Linked DNA regions of Mus musculus: region 1 is linked to region 2. A link is a contact called in public HiChIP or PLAC-seq data. All regions are on one chromosome and are shown on one strand. The core of a region is the stretch at or near the end of the contact, and the rest is flanking DNA. Distances in the headings are between cores, read along the strand shown.

Region 1 (3,248 bases), core at 611-3,110, 510 kb after region 2:
AAGACATCAGATCCCCTGGTTGGCCTGCAGCTTGTAGACCAGGCTAGCCTCATACTCATGGCTATACACCTGCCCCTGCCCCTGCCCCTGCCCCTGCCCCTGCCCCTGCCCCTGCCCCTGCCCCTGCCTCTGCCTCTGCTTCCAGAGTGCTGGGATTAAAATTATCCCAGCTGTACCATGCTTTGAAATATAGCATGTCTTTCCAATTCTGTGGGGTTTTGTTTAGGCTACTGTGCTGGCTAGTTTTATGTCAGCTTGACACAAGCTAGAGTCATCAAAAGGAAGGAACCTCAGCTGAGGAAATGCCTCCATAAGATCTGCTGTAGGGCATTTTCTTAATTAGTGATGGGTCGGGGAGGCCCCAGCTAATTGTAGGCGGGGCCATTCCCACTTACAGTTGTCCTGAGTTTTATAAGAAAGCAGGCTGAGGGCTGGAGAGATGGCTCAGCGGTGAAGAGCACTAACTGCTCTTCCAGAGGTCCTGAGTTCAATTCCCAGCAACCAGATGATGGCTCACAACCACCTGTAATGAGATCTGCCACCCTCTTCTGGTGTGTCTGAAGTCAGCTACAGTGTACTTATGCATAATAATAACTAATTCTTTGGGCCTGAGCAAGCGGAGTTGACCTGACTGGAGTGAGCAAAGGTCCTAAAATTCTATTTCCAACAACCACATGAGGGCTCAAAATCATCTGTACAGCTACATTGTACTTACATACATAAAATAAATAAATCTTAAAAAAATGATAAAGGCCTGTGCCTTTAACACCAGTTAAGAGTTCAAAGCCAGTTAAGCCTATATAAGCAAGACCTTGTCTCAAAATCCCTAAAAGAAACAAAGAGCCTATTTATGTAGATGAAATGTGACCTGTGCAAAAATTCTAAATAATGACAAACATTATTGTCATCATGGTCATCATCATCATGAGGTCAGTACTAATCTATATAAAAGGTCAACACATGAACACCCAGCACACAAGTACATAACACATATACATACAACACAAGTATACATAACATACATGTACCCACAACACATACTCAGAACATATGATCAGAATACATATACACATAGCATACAGTATACACACAACATGTATGCAGAGAATATAATATGTACATACAATATACATAGCTGTTTGTATAACTTCCATATACAAACACACATATATACACATATACACACATATATATACACACATATATACACACATGTATACATACATACACAAAACATATATATATATATACACACACACACACACACATGTACATACACACATACAACACATACCATGCACATAGCACAGGACATACATTGAATAAGCCCATAGAAATCATGTATGTGTGTGTGTGTGTGAATGTGTGTGTGTGTAATGATACATACACATAATATATACACATATTCCATAGAATGGCTGCCCAAGGCAGAGGAGGAATGGAAGAATGGGATCATGAAAAATGACAGAGGCAGGTGCTGAGGAGTGGCAGCCATATCCATGAGTGAGGAACTCAGGTAGCTGGACTCCTTAGTTTTCTAACGGGGGTGGGGGCACAGGGGGCAGACACAACACCTCAGGCTTGGCTGGAAGCGCTCAATTACCCAGCATTACCATCTGTCTCTGTGTCTCTTTCTCCTCCTGTGTGCCTTTTGCCTCCCAAAATCTGGCATTCCTGGAGTCCTGAAAGGCTGAAAGGAGGAGGGCATGTCCTCCCTCCCCGTGACCACCCCATGGGTCGCTCCTGGGCCACAGATCCTGTTAACTTGCCCAATGCACTTGACCAGTGTCTGGGTGGTCTGCTACATTGACTCCTCCGGAAACCTGATGCCCTCCAGCCAGTGCATCTGTCTGGTAGATTTCCAGTGGGAGGGGCAGGGCTACCTCCCCGAAGCACAGAGCCTGACAGCCACACCACAGCATTCCCAGGCTGCAGCAGGGGGATGCCCCCTCCAGTCTCAGGGTTTAGGAGCAGAAGGACCAGCTGGTCCCAGCTGCAGCTCAGCGGGACAGAGACCATGAGAAGATATTCCCCCCACCCCGTCCTCTCTACCTCCCTATTCCAGTCCTGTCTTACCCTCGTGCTGGAACCCACACCAGCCACTTCAGCTTCCTCCAAGGTATGCTGAGGGGGACTCTAGATTCCCGAAGTGGCTTCCACAGCTGAAGGAAGGAGCTGGAGCTGAAACTTGCCTCCTGCTGGCCACCAGTGTGCTCTTTCATTCTCATGTGCCCACCCTGTCATCTGTCTCTAAGCTGACTTCTTCCTCTCAACAAGATTTTCACACTGTCTGTGTTTTCCACACGAGGAGCTTGCCCTTACCAAGGTCACAGAGCTGAGCTCTGAAACTTGACTGGTTTGCTGTCTTGGCACATGGATCTTAGATGCTGTCTGTGGTAGTCTGAGGCATATGAAGAAGGGGAACTTCTCTGTGGCAGTGAGGAGACACAGGGAGATGGGTCAGGGGCTCGGAACAAGGTCACCTGAAGGATGCTGAGTTTGAGGGTGTCAACCAGCTCTAATTATGTCATTCCTGCTTCTCCTGCCCAACTTAGTTGTCAGGACCTGGGGAAGGATGCCATGTCTGAGTGTTCTTGGAAGGAAATGAAAGTGTAATCTCTTAAGAGGCTGAAACCACCGCTCTGAGACAATGTTTTTAATGGGACAACCATTTTACTTAGCTCAATTCATTGAGAAGGGTGAATCCAAAAGACAAAATGGAGTCAAGACCTTTTGGGCAGCCAGGAGACTAAGGACTTTGCCATGGACATCCACTGTAGATCCTCACTGGAGGAAACCAGGAGTCTAAGGATCTTCACTGTGGACACCCATTGTACATATTCACTAACTCCTGAGACAAGAATCTTAGACATGTTCACTTCGTCCTGTTCATGGAAAGGGACAGCTCAGAGTGTGGAGAACACAGATCTGGAATTCACAGACGCTGGAAAGGGCCTGCCAGATAAGTGGTCTCTGAGGGACATCTAGAAAGTTCTCTTTCAACCTCCTTCCTTCCTTCCTTCCTTCCTCTTTCTTCCTTCCTTCCTTCTTTTCTTCCTTCCTTTTCTCTCTCTCTCTTTCTTTAAAATATTGTTTATTTAATGTATATGAGTACACTGTAGCTATCTTCAGACACACCAAAAGAGGGCGTCAGATCACATTACAGATGGTTGTGAGCCACCATGTGGTTGCCTGGAATTGAACTCAGGACCTCTAGAAGAACAGTCAGTGCTCTTAACTACTGTGTC
Region 2 (3,627 bases), core at 659-3,158:
CTGAAACTGAACATTGAAAGCCCCGGAGGAGAACCGTTGTCGTTCGGCCAGCACCAGCGGGGTTCCGTCTCTGAGAACGGCTCGAAGCCCCCCTCGATTTGCCTGGCAGAGACCACAGCCCGCCTGGAAAGAGGGTCGAGCGCAGACCCTCTGGGTTGGACTCTTCAAAGTCCAGCCAGAAGTTGCGCCTCCTGATACCTACACACCCCGGGGGCCACGGCCTGCAGTCCGGGTTTCCTAGCCCAGGGTATCAGAGTCTTTCCTTGGATTGGTGTGCTAGGCGATGCCCAACGGATGCCCACAAACTGTGCACATAGAGCGGCTCGGAGTTAGTCAGGGGACTCTTCTCTGGCTCAAGAAGTCTTCTTCACCACCCGCCATCTCCCCTCTGGGCAAGTGAGCGGTCTCCGGTGCCCTCATCTACCACGCAGACCCGTAGTCTGGCGCACAGAAGGAGTTGGGTCCTTGTGGGACCCCTTAGTGGCACTGCAGAGTGGTCCTTGCCCAAGGTGTTCCCACATGCCCTGGAAGTCGCTTTAGTGCAGCTAGTGGCGTTGCAAGGGAGGTGGGTTGGAGCAGACCGAATCTCTCTCGAACTCGAAAGCCTGACCTGGTGTTAGGCCAATAGCTACGAGGAGTAATTATTTGCGAGCTGCAGATTAGAGACAAAGATGAATACCAAGCAAGAGTTTGGGACTGGTTGGGAACAGAAAATGCCAGGACGCTGGCCGCGCACTCTGCAGATCCTCTCCGAATGGTGCAAGCACCGCCATTCATTCATTCATTCATTCATTCATTCATTCATTCGTGGAAATTAGATGCAGCGGTGCGGAAGAGACTGGGAGCTATGAGCTGGACCGAGCAATACTAGATTCCGGTCTTTCAGAATTCGGAACTTAGCTCCAAAGGCAGTGGCTGAGCCTTAAGTGATCCTCTGAAGCTTTGGGTGCAGACAGGAACATCCAACCTCCCGAATGACACCGGAATGGGGAGCCTTGTGGGGCACAGGACGCGGGGTGCTGCGCGAGGGAGGGAGCAGAGCGCTTTGGGGAGCGATCCTGGTCTGAAGTCCAGTTGGTGCTGTATTCTACGTGCCCACCGAGGCTGCCGTCCCGGGTACCGAGCCACACCTCTGAATCAAGTCCACACTCTAACTAGAACCTCCAAAAAGGTGAGGCGACCCACGAGATCCACATGCCTTCGAATTCGTTCCGCCACAGACCTGAGAAGCACTTGAACGTCACGAGGTCACGCTGCAGGTGGTCGCTCTCAGGAAAACCTCAAAGCAAACCTATATTTATACTTATACGTGGAAAATACTTTGCTTTGTTCTGTTTGAGAAAGGGTCTCACGCAGCCCTGCATAGCCTCCAACTCTATAGGTAGCGAAGGATGCCCTGAACATCTGCGTCTCTGGTTTCAGGTGTAGGATTTTTTTTTTTTTTTTAATGCAAACCATCGTGCGGGGTTTATGCGATGCTGCGGACCAAAACCTGGGTTTCATATATGCTAAGCAATCATTTTGCCAATAGAACCGCACTCTCAGCTCCTGTAACAAAAAATTTGTTATCTACTAAAGAGGTGTATCGAAATACGACTATATACTTACACATAAATACGCATTTACATGTAAATAAATGTATGTTCACAAGTACAGAGGTCTAGTTACAACCTGAATTTCAGATAAGGGAGTCTTTTAGTCTAAGTATGCCCCGGGTAACTTTTGGGAACATATTTATTTTGTGATTTATCTGAAGTCAGAATTCAGCCTTCCGTTTCGGGATTTGCAGGGAGATCCGCTATAGCGCAAAGGCGCTCAGCCCCTTTAAGACTCAAACTCGGACTTCCCGCCCCACAATGCCGCGCGGCCGCTTGAGGCTCCCATTGGCTGCTGCTCGCTTCCGCCCCTGTACTTCCGGCCGCTGCCTGGGGCGGTTGCGGGAGGTACTTCGGAGCCGGGCTGGCCCGGGCTGGCCGTGGCCATGAACTTCTCGGAGTCATTCAAGCTCTCGGGCCTGCTCTGCAGGTTCTCCCCGGACGGCAAGTACCTGGTGAGCTGCGGCGCGCTGGGCGGAACCTAAGTGTGGGCGCGCGACTTGTGCACGGGGCCGGGGCGGGCCGAAGGGGGGCGGGAAGGGGGCCCGAGCCGGGCGGCCGCGGGGACTCAGGCTGGACTTAGGGGGCGGGGTGGGAGGTGGGAGAGGGAGGCAGGCAGAGGGGTTTCAGCCCAGATGAGGGAGAACCAGATGATTAGAGAGAACGAACCTGAAGCCGAAGAGGGATCCAGGCCAGCCAGGCTGGGGGATCCTGGCAGGTGACCAGGGTGGAGAAAGAGGACGTGGAGCAGAGTGGGGATGGAGTTGGGGTTGCTATTCTGGCAGGTGGTCAGGGTTAGGAAGGAGGTCTTGGAGCAGGTGGCCAGGGCTGGGTGGGTGCCAGGCTCCCGGCTCCAGTTTCCCTTCATCAAAGTTGGATAAGATGACTCTGCTTTCACACATTTGAGGGCACAGGGGATGGCAGCTCATTGCTATTTTGTATGTTTTCTGTGAGCGAGCTGGTTAAACGGGGCCCTCCTTTGTGAAACTCGTCATAAGCAAATGGTTTAAATAACTAGCTTTCATTGCCAGGGTTGGATGTTAGCTGTCTATTCTTTGGGTGGCAGAATAGTGTTCAGATGGGTGTTTCAAGGTACGCCAACATGACCATTGTGCATTTGTAGAAGGCTGACGTTAGGAAGCCATCAGGGAAAACTCAAGTCTTATTTTAAAAAACTGTGGTTCCGTGCCAGTCGGGTAGCTTGGCTAGTAACGGTACCTGCCACCAAACCTGATGACCTGAGTCCCAGCTCTAGGACCCACTTAATGGAAGGAGAGAACTGTCTCCTGCATGTTGTCCTCTGGCCTCCACATAAGCCGTAACTAGTGCCTGACCCTTCTCACATACAAATGCAATCCTAATTTTTAACAAGTTTTCTTTGATTAATCTATCATTCTCTTTTTAACTGACTGATACCATTGATTGATTGATTGACTGATTGACAGGGTTTCTCTGTAGCTCTGACCAGGTTGGCCTTGAACTCAAAGATCTGCCCCTTGTCTCCTGAGTGCTGGGATTAACGGAGCATGCCACCATGCCTGGCTGTCTTGATTCTCAGTTCACACCCCTGCTGTGTTTGTCCAGGCTTTTGAGACATCCTTTACCCTCCTTATACACATCATCCTAACAATGTAGGAAGTGTCAGGGTAGGACCTGCTTAGCAGGGAAAGGTACTGCCATGCAAGCCCGAGGACTTGAGCTCCGGCTCGGGAACCCACGTAAAGGTGGGAGGAGACCATCAGCCTCGCACACATTGATACATTTTACCTTTTTCCAAGTGCCTCCAGAGACTAAGGTTGCTTTACGGTTCTGAAAGTCTCAGTGAACAGCAAAGAAGTTGCATTTGGGTTAGCTGATATTTGTGCTTGCCGCTCATCAAAATATCGTGGAGCTCTTAATAATTGTTTCTTTCAAGTTTTGTCCTAAATCCTGAGCAGAGCGAGTCCATGTTTCCAGTGTTGGTGTCTTAAGTGATTCCTAAGGAATCCATTGTAACAGGTTACTGCTCACCAAACTCTAATGTGAGAACACA

Evidence for each region. HiChIP or PLAC-seq counts read pairs in DNA pulled down with a chosen protein or histone mark.
Region 1: a contact with region 2 is called in an H3K4me3 HiChIP or PLAC-seq map of embryonic stem cells, with 13 read pairs. The contact joins the enhancer-like site here to the promoter of Wrap73 in region 2. A contact is called at or near these places in 6 of 39 promoter capture datasets (cranial neural crest, embryonic stem cells, hippocampal neurons and 2 more), 3 of 484 Hi-C or Micro-C datasets (embryonic ectoderm and embryonic stem cells) and 2 of 115 datasets of contacts at active chromatin or transcription factors (both in embryonic stem cells).

The regions. Positions count from the first base shown.
Region 1 is chr4:154,650,856-154,654,103 of GRCm38.p6, forward strand. All of the region lies in intron 1 of Gm13110 (a long non-coding RNA gene), which reads right to left. Among named protein-coding and RNA genes, the nearest start is that of Gm13110, 3.3 kb to the right of the region's middle. Within about 2 kb of position 1,861, at least 11 of the 459 cell types and tissues checked have an H3K27ac peak or open chromatin away from gene starts, as enhancers often do. A contact at or near this core is called in embryonic stem cells, where this site is marked.
Region 2 is chr4:154,140,464-154,144,090 of GRCm38.p6, forward strand. It overlaps Wrap73 (WD repeat containing, antisense to Trp73), which reads left to right and starts at 1,909. Exons shown (of 12, transcript NM_021499.2): 1 at 1,909-2,050. The coding sequence starts at 1,982.